Regions from separate parts of the Sus scrofa genome. Here region 2 is linked to region 1. The links are chromatin contacts, called in public Hi-C maps. All regions are on one chromosome and are shown on one strand. The core of a region is the stretch at or near the end of the contact, and the rest is flanking DNA. Distances in the headings are between cores, read along the strand shown. Region 1 has its middle 350 kb from the start of MYC. Region 2 overlaps LOC106509952 (a long non-coding RNA gene).

Region 1 (4,741 bases), core at 1,380-3,879:
AGGACATAGTAGTTAACCTGCCTCAAGAAACGATAAGTTCCCCAAGATGCAAGAAGCTCAATTTCAGGCTGACCTCTCCCCTTCTTCAGGGATGTTACAGAAGAAAGTCATTGGTCCTAGTTAGGACTGCCTGAATTTGGAACATCTCAACTCTGTCTCTAACTTACTGACTTACAATTAAAGTTGGGCACCTCCCAAATCCCAGGCACTCTACAAAGATCATGTTCAATTCACAGAGCACTCTCATAAGGAATAGCGTTCAAGGAGATAAAGTAACTGACTTCAGTGAACACAACCGATAAGTTCTGGGAGTTCAAATATAGATTTTTCTGATACCGCTTGCAGCTGGGTGGAGTGATTGAAACATGGGTCTTAGTGGAAAACAGACTTGGGCTCAAGGCGATCCCTTCGCTCGATATGAAACTGTGCATACTTTTTGTTCAATAATGTATTCATTCTTCTCTAAAATGAGCTCATTTGTGCTATCTTTGAAGACCTTGGAACTTCCAGGCTTCTAGAGACAAAATCTAGAACAAAATCATCCACTTCATTCATTGATTCATTTGTGCACTGCTGGACCCTGGACTGGGTGCCATGACTACAATGAATGACCAAGAGAGTGGTAGAGCCTGGCTTAATGGAGCTTCCAGCTTCATGAAGAAAACAGATCCTAACATGTAAAAATAATCAAGGATAGAGAGGCTACTAGATGCAAAAAGCAAAATGCTGTGGAACGTAGAGCAGACACCCCACTTTGTCCAGGGGAGTAAGGGTAAGCTTCATCACTGGGTGATGTCTATGCTGATCCATACAGGACGAGGAGGTGGTAAGAGAGAACAAGATCCCAGGTGAGCAGAACTACTTAAAGGCTAAGCTTGAGGCCATGAGAGGTCATGGCAAGCCTGGAAAGTCCAGCAGGTGCCCTTGTAAGTAGAGTTAGACTTCACCTTGAGGGCAATGGGAACCCATAGGGCAGGATTCAAGCCAAGATGAATTATTCAGAGACTGATTCAGAGAGCTCATCTGGGTACATGCGTGGATGAAGGGGGGCAGGCCTGGAGGCAGAGGCTTCAGGGAGATGGTCATAGCCCCAACAAGAGCATGGTAATGCGACACAGAAAGAGGATGGGTTGGGAAAACGCTCAGGAGTTACCCCTGCCAGGCTTATCCAACCTGAAGGCAACCTGTGAGGACCTGGGTGAACCAGGCGGGGCAGTGGGGTGGGTGAGGGGGGGCAATTCTTTCTGATTTCCGTGTGGAGTTTAACATGGTAGATTCCCCTGGGACATTAAAAAGCCACACCAAGAAAGATTCTGGCTCTGACTCCTTTATGCTTCTTTGGCTCCACATGCTTAAATCATAGCAACTCCCAAGATGCTCTTGGTAAGCCAAGCAGAATTTTTCTAATTTCTGGCCCCAAAGGTACACCTCCACAGAGCCTCAAGTCAGTGCAGCGGATGGAGAGGGAGGGAGAGCTGGAAAAATTAGGAAAGCCAGTTCTTGATAATAATAGGTCGCCTCCACATAATAACAGCTCTGGTTTATAGAGCACTTTCACAGACATTATCTCACTTGATTCTCACAGTAAGTGGAGAGCCGGGGGAGGAGGCACCCGGGTCAATTAGCATTAACCCCACCCTTTCGAATAACTTTTGGTGGCTCAGAGAGGTTAAGTGATTTGCCCAAGATTACAAAACCAGTGAGTAGTGGGGCTGGGAATGCAAGTTTTATGACTCCCACTTCTGTGCCTCAGCTCCCTCCCTTAGAGCTCGTTTTTTGGAAAGGGAGAGTGATTCTTTCTGCCTATGGAGAAGGTTATGTCTGCATGCCCATTAGCTCCTAACCACTGGGAAGTCAAGGCTAGAAGAGGATGCCTGAGTGGGTGGGGCACAAAATGGGAGAGTATTGAATGCCAAGCCAGGGGATACTGATAGCAAGGAAACATGCTCTCAGTGTGTGCCCGGGCTGCGGGGGCGGGGAGGGGGGGGGAGCTGGATGTACAAGATGCAAGGAGATGCTAGTACATCTCTGTACCCAGCGGGATTGGATTAGGGTGAAGTACGGGGAGAGGAAAGAAGATGAGCTCCACACAAGACTAAGGGGTTGCTGGGTGGACCTGTCCTTCAACAGAGTCTAAAGCCCACCTAGGCTTCAGCAAGTGGAGTTCCCATGTTGTGGCTCAGTGGGTTAGGAACCTGACGTTGTCTCTCTGAGGACGTGGGTTTGATCCCTGGTCTCATTCAGCGGATTGTTTCCAGCATTGCTGCAAGCTGCAGCGTAGGTGACAGAGGCGGCTCAGATCCGGCTTTGCTGTGGCTGTGATGTAGGCCTTGGCGGCCATTCCAATTCAACCCCTAATCTGAAAAGTTCCATGTGCCACAGGTGTGGCCAATAAAGTAAATAAAGAGATAAAAATTTTTTTAAAGGGAAGAAAAAGCAAATTCCACAAACAGCACCCCCAACTTTGAGTAGGGACCTTCAGGTAAAGGGTGTGTGCTCTGGTGCCTGTTCGTGTCACCAAAGGGGTGACAGGAAGAAAGACCTGAGGTGCTGTGTCTGGACAATGCAATGAAATCCACAAAGCAGAAACCAGCTCACATGTCCCTGCCAGGCCCCGGGTCTGGCAGCAGATCAGGAAGCTTGTGTGAGGTTCCCGTTTCGGGAGCGGTTGAGCTGTGTCTCTCCAACCCCTGAGGACCACAGAAAGGAACTTTGCCAGGATGATCCACAACAGCGCCCCCAGGAAGGAAGGAAGGAAGGAGGGAGGGAAAGGTTTCTGGGGATCCTGCAGGAGATGGCCCTGTGGACAACATCCTGAAGTGGTGCCACTCAGGGCACGTGAATGTCCAACCGCAGGCACCCTGGGCACTTCCTGCAAACCTGCTGCACTGCAGATCCTATGCAAAGCCCTTTATGCTTAACCCTGTTCTGTCCTAGCAACACTGTTTCATTATGTTGAGGAAATTGGAGCCCAGAGTGGCTTCGCTCTCTGTTCAAGGTCACATAGGCAGTGAACTACAAAAGGGAGATTTTTCTGGGAGGTTTAAAAGCTCCGCATCCATGTCCTTCCCACTCCCCGCAAAACCTTGTGAGCCTGTGTGCTTGAAATAGCACAGCAGGGAGAGGAGAGGAAGGGGATGTGGGGCAGGGTGGAAACTGTGTCTTGAGCCACCGCCCTGACTCACTCTCCTTAATAAGCATCTAATGACAGCTGAAGTGTCTGCCTTGGGGGAGTTGGGTTTCTAGAATAGTACTGCGGAGGGGAATCCAGACTGGCTGTGACTGGGGCATGAATCAGCATGGCGACTTCTAGGGCAAAGAGGAAGCCTTAATTAACAGCAGCCCCGGATGCAAAAGGAACAGCATCGAGGCTGTCTGACAAGCCAGGCTCAAAGGGACTACATCCTGGGTCCCTGTTTCCATCTCCAGGCTTATTTCGAAGTACTTCCTAGGACAAGCTGTTTGCCACCAAGCCTTCCTACAGGTCACCGCTACCAGGATCCCCCTCCAGCCTCGATCTTTGCTCCCAAAATGTTCTCCACTGGGAATATTCTCACCCTCTTCTCTGACCCATACCCTCTGGGGGCAGGTAACATAGTAGTTTGGGATTAACAGATACATGCTACTATATACAAAGCAGGTAAGCAACAAGGACCTACTGTATGGCCCAGAGAACTGTACTCAGTATCTTGTAAAAACATACAATGAAAAAGAATCTGAAAATGTATGTGTGTGTGTATATGTATATATATATGATATATATTTTTATATTTATATATATTTTATCAAATATATATTATATTTATATATATTTTATAAAAAATATATAATATATATGAATCAGTTTGCTGTACATTTGAAACTAACACAACATTCTAAATTAACGACACTTCAGAGTTTCCGTCGCGGTGCAGTGGTTAATGAATCTGACCAGGAACCATGAGGTTGCAGGTTCCATCCCTGCCCTTGCTCAGTTGGTTAATGATCCGGCGTTGCCATGAGCTGTGGTGTAGGTTGCAGATGCAGCTCGGATCCCGTGTTGCTGTGGCTCTGGCGTAGGCTGGTGGCTACCGCTCCGATTCGACCCCTAGCCTGGGAACCTCCATATGCCTCGGGAGTGGCCCAAGAAATGGCAAAAAGACAAAAAAAAACAATTAATTAATTAATGACGCTTCAATTAAAAAAAAAAAAGCTGAGTCCAAATCTCTCTTTCCACGAGATCTCACTATCCTGGCCTGCCCACTGTTGGGTTGATTGAATCATTCCTTTGGACACGATTTACTAAGCATCTCCCATTCCTGGACACTTTGGGAAACATTAGGATGCGATGACAGAAGACAGTCCCCGCCTTTGTTGCCTCATAGGGAATTACACGGCAATAGAGTGTAAGAAGAGTACCAATAAGAGCTTGAAGGATGCTTCACTGTTACAGAAACGCTTGTGTTTTCTGGGCTATGGAGGAGTCGGGATGCCTTCTAGAAGGAGGCAGCACCCCAGACATGTTTTGAACGATGGGTGAGATAAATGAAAAGCTACTTACTTAGACTCAAGAGATCTGGTTGGGTTCTAGCCAACACTCCACCTCTGTCTCTGCGGACCTGGAGCAGGTCCTCTCACCTCTTTGAAACTCATGAAGGGGCTGGACTGGCACAGCAGCCAACATCTCGCCTGCTCCTGCTCTGATCTCCGTATGGACTGACCCCCTAATTATTACTCATCTCACGTCTTGGGTCTCCAAGCC
Region 2 (4,741 bases), core at 1,215-3,714, 130 kb after region 1:
GGCCACAGAAGGAACGTGGTGTGACTTCAAGGTCTAGTCGGGAAGATGTCTGGCCGCTTTTGCTCTCACCCTCTTGGAAATCTGCAACTGCCGGGTGAAGAAACCTGGACTCACCTGGAGATGGAGCTCAGAAGGCAACCAGCGCGAAACCCTGCACTGGTATGTGAGACCACTCAGGCCTGATGAAGCCACCAGGTCGCTGTAGCCACATGAGTGACCCCAGGGTGATGAGATGATAGTGGGCACTCTAAGGAGTGTAGGAAGAAAAGAAACCCCCGAGGAGAGCAGACGGCAAGGGAGGAGAAACCGTGGTCTTTGGCAACACCGTGGAGCCGAAATTAACCGAACCTGGACCCATCCCACCTCCACAGCTCGGTTATGTGAAATAACGAGCTCTGATCACTGAAGGCAAAATAACCAAAACAACAACAACAACAACAAAACACCTCAGTGGCATAAGCACTAAGCGTTCCATGTCCACACACCTGGGTGGTTGGGCAGGGAGCTCTGATGATCTTGGCTGGGCTCACTCAGGGTCTGGGAGTTGACTGGCTGTCAGCAGGTCTAGGCGGGTCTCAACTAGGAGGATTAGAGCACCTTGGTTATACTCGAGATGTCTCTCCTTCTTGTGGAAGCAGAAGGCCAGTCTAGAAAGGCCCTTCCCATGGTGATGGCAGAGGTCCAACAGCACAAATGCAAACACTTTTCCAAGCTCTCCCTGAAGTCTGCCTGTTAACACCCCGCCGTCATCAAGTTCGGCATCAGAAATACACGGAATAGGTGAAGGGCCGGATCATTCATGAAATCAATTCATCATGTCATTTTATGGAGAGAAAAGGGACAGTATCTGTAATGATGTTACTTATGGAAAGTTACGGAGCTAAGGACCCACCAGGATTTGAACCTGGGCTCTTTGGGCTGTACTAAGCCCTGTGCCACTGCCACGGGAGCACAGGCACAGAGGAGACGTGGCGACAACCTGGAACACCCAACAAAGGGACCCTGCTGGGGAGCACTTGGGCGCATCTTAGGTATGGAAGGCCTTGCAAGGGCAGTGAACACCCACCTCGCCCAGGAACGGCAGCCTGAGAACACACATGGCTTCTGGCCGTGGAACACTCTCCTTCACTCAACGCAGAATGAGAGCAAACAGCAGTGAGTCAAACAGCTGGAATCAGCCAGCAGCTGGAATCGACTCCTTGGGCGAGTGAGCAGGAAGGAAACTGTGCCACAGAAAGCAATGCAATCTTCTCTGCATTTCCAAGAGCCAACCACCGAGGTCAAGCCGAGGCTCCGTGTTCACTGAACCACGTCTTCCCCGTCCCCACTAGTCTAAGCCCCGCACGCAAACCGACTGCGCCACGGGAGCACCTCCCCAACCCCACCCCGAAATGGCCTGGCTGCACGGGAGACAAGGAGAGTGGGCTGTGAAGCCCCGCTGCACGGGTCTGCTGCTCTGCTGCCTCTGCTGCATTGAGACTAGAAAGAAAAGCCCCGACAGGGACCCCAGCAGATACTCAGCCTCTGATTCGCTGGTTCTGGGGTGGAGTCCGGGAGATAGTATTTTTCATAAACTCCACCAGACCACTTTGGCACAGGGATTCTTCAGCTCCCATTTTGAACCCCTTCTCCCCAGGACGGACCAAGGAATGCAGCTGTCACATTGGTCCATGCCCCACAGAGATCATATGTGCTGCAAGCATTCACTTTCTGATGGGGAAACAGATGCAAATAACCGGGCTTGCACGCGTGTGCCTATGTCTACACACAGAGGGGAAGCTCCGTGACCAGGCAGGGCAGCTAGCAAGCACTTCGCACCACAAGCATCGTTCTGAGCCTGTGCTCCCGTTCCTGCATCTAAGCCGCACAATAATTGTGTGAGGCGAGGGGTGTGTGTCTATCACCATTTTTCCGATGAGAACGCTAAGGCACAGAGACTAGTCCCAAAGCCCGGAGCTAGAAAGCTCTGGCTGTGTCAGCAGATGTTCTAATGCACGGGCTACAGAGGAAGGAACCATTCACTGCCTGGCAAGGCCGCCTGCCCCCAGAGACTCAAGCCTGTCCCTTAGCGCCCTTCAAAAATGAGAGAGAAGTTCTGGAACGTGCCTTGTAGCCCCAGGTCCTTAGGGCAGTGCTGCCGAGATCACGGAACTACTTTCGAAATACCTTTCCGATGGGAAACGGCTTCGAGACTTTGACCTGTCATTTCCTGCCCACCTTCTCACATCGAGTTCACCACCCTTTCTGTCGAGCCACCATCCAAAGAGGTGGTACCTGGAGGGAGGCAGTTAGCCCTGGGCCCACCGTGTGCCCCCAGGCGAGGAACAGGCCTTGCTCGCACAGGCTTGCTGGGACCAAAATCTTCCCTTCTGCGGAGAAGGAACTGAAGGAGCCTCAGAGAGGTTACGGAACTTGCCCAGGTCCACACAGCCAGTCCAATGCTCAGCCCTGCATCCGAACTTTAGTCTCATCTAATCTAGAGCCAGAGTTCTCGCCTCCTCTAAACGGTGATTCACGCGCCTGTGTCAAGGCACTTGGGGATTTGAAGAAAACGTCAGGAGCAAAGCTGAAGAATGCGATGACTGTCTTTACTGGAGGGAAAGGCACTTCCTGCGTAGTTATTAAAAGTAATCAAAGGGGGTGGGGGTGGGGCAGGCTGGGAAGAGAAAATCGGCTGCTTCCCAGCAGAGGGGGGTTTCTGGAGCCAAGAAGATGCTATGTTCTGGAAGGAACATTCCAAGGCAGGGTCGGGCTGCCTGCATGCCCAGGGCCGTGGCGGAGGGCCCCGGGACCCAGTCGGCCCAAGGCTCTCTGTGGACGTGGCTTCCGAGGCTGGGGACGGGCCTCCAGCCAGCAGCCGACAGGACAGACTCTTCGGCAAGCTTCCCTAGGATGGAATATGGAAAGATATCTTCCCTCCCTCCCTGTATTTCCTCAGCTTGGGGAAAAAATAGAAGAGAGAGAGAGAGAAAAGAGGCCTTCCTATCGCAACAGAGGATAAGAACTCACAAATGGAAAATCCACAGGCCAAAAATGAAATTCTGAAGAAAACATCATTTCCAACTCAGGCTGGTGCAAACATCTCAAGTGTGGTCTGCCTGGTGTGGGAAGAGCAGCATTTAGAGCAGGGTGGGGCCGGGTCAGGGGCTCCCTGTGGAAGAAGAGATTCCAGCCAGGGGACAAGGAGTGCTGGGACATAAGTCAATTGCACCCAGTGGGGTGCAATGGGATTGTGACCTTGGACTTGGTCATTGCACTTGGGACACATCTATGAAACCGGGAATCATCTTTGCCACAAGGACCACGTGCCTGTGAAGTTTAAATAGCAACAAAAAAACAAAGTGTAGCAATAGTGTTCATCACGTTCATGCAGGGACAAAGAATCCTTCTCCCTCTGATGAGGGGGACAAAATGGTGCATGTAGAGGGAGGTGGTACAGATTATGGGACATGATGCTGCAGGTTCTAGAGCCAAACCACCTAGGTGGGGAATTGGGCTCTACTCTGAACTAACTGTGTGACCCTGGATAAATCACGTAACCTCTCTGTGCCCTAGTTTCCTCATCCAGAAAATGGAGACACTATAGTCCCAACTTCAGTGCATTTCTGCAAATGTTCAATGACCTAAGCATTAACGGTGATTGATGTGTGGTCAATACCTGTTAGCGATTATTATAAAATTGATGATAGTCATACTATGTCCTAAATAGTAAAATATCATTCACCAATGTTTGGGCCATCTTTGAACTCAATATAAGCAGCGCTACAAATGGAAATGCCGTTGCTGGCAGAGTGCACTAAAAATACTTCACGTTTCAAGAGCTAAGAGGCATCCGTTTTAAGGCAGTGCAAAATGAGGCCATGGCATTATTCATTTAAGGGGTAGTTTAAGGAGCAACTATAGGCAACAGGCCCAACACGGTGGACAGGCCTTCAGGGTTCCATTGCCTTTCTTCTTGATTCTGGACCCCACCCGACCAGGTAGTGAGCATGTGTGAAGGGTGGCATCATGTCTCTGGCCCGGCATGGGGCACTGGGGAAGGACTGGGAGAATGGTCTTTCAAAAGCACGTGCTGTCTGAGGGGGCAGGGGCCCTGGTACCTCACACATCCTAAACAGCACTACCTTTGGGGATTCCATGACGGCTCCAGGGCCAAGACGACGGCCCCTATAGGGATGACCCGTGAGACGTGGGGCCAGGGAAGCTCAGGCTTGCAAGGGGGCATGAGCAGAAGGCAAATGCACAGAGGGAGGGAGACCAGGCTGGAGAGGCCTGCTTCCGTCCTGGCTGGGGACTGTGAACTCCTCGGAGTCAGCGGGAACAGGAAACCCATGGATGACCTTGCAGGGGTGAGTGATGCAAGCCAAGCTGTGCTGCAGGAAGAGGCAGCTGGCAGCAGCACGGAGGGCGGCCGGGAGGAGAGTGGCTGGGAAGAGGCAGGGCCTGGCGTTGGGAAGCTACCGCAGTACCCCAGGGGGCCTGACATCGAGAGCTGAGCTCCGCGTGGTGACAGTCAGACCCACCAAATGGTGACTAGAGACAGTAGGAGAGCTGGCATGGCATCGCCTCATTCAGGAGAGCCAGAAGCTGGGCTGGGACACGGCGAAAGGGACACTACGTACGACTTGAGGGTCCCTGGAAGAGGATTCTGGACGTCAGAAAAGAGGGCCTAGAACTTGGTTTTCAACCACTGTGGTTCTGTATTCGTTTCCTACAGCTGTCTGAACAAACCACCACAAAC

The links. Hi-C and Micro-C count contacts between places; a contact is called where the count stands out from the background.
Region 2: a contact with region 1 is called in a Hi-C map of retroperitoneal adipose tissue, with 1.6 times the contacts expected there. The contact joins two enhancer-like sites. A contact is called at or near these places in 4 of 47 Hi-C or Micro-C datasets (embryonic fibroblasts, omental adipose tissue and retroperitoneal adipose tissue).

What each region holds. Positions count from the first base shown.
Region 1 is chr4:12,105,927-12,110,667 of Sscrofa11.1, forward strand. No RefSeq gene overlaps it. Among named protein-coding and RNA genes, the nearest start is that of MYC, 350 kb to the right of the region's middle. Within about 2 kb of position 2,630, at least 19 of the 83 cell types and tissues checked have an H3K27ac peak or open chromatin away from gene starts, as enhancers often do. A contact at or near this core is called in retroperitoneal adipose tissue, where this site is marked.
Region 2 is chr4:12,234,932-12,239,672 of Sscrofa11.1, forward strand. All of the region lies in intron 3 of LOC106509952 (a long non-coding RNA gene), which reads right to left. Among named protein-coding and RNA genes, the nearest start is that of MYC, 220 kb to the right of the region's middle. Within about 2 kb of position 2,465, at least 12 of the 83 cell types and tissues checked have an H3K27ac peak or open chromatin away from gene starts, as enhancers often do. A contact at or near this core is called in retroperitoneal adipose tissue, where this site is marked.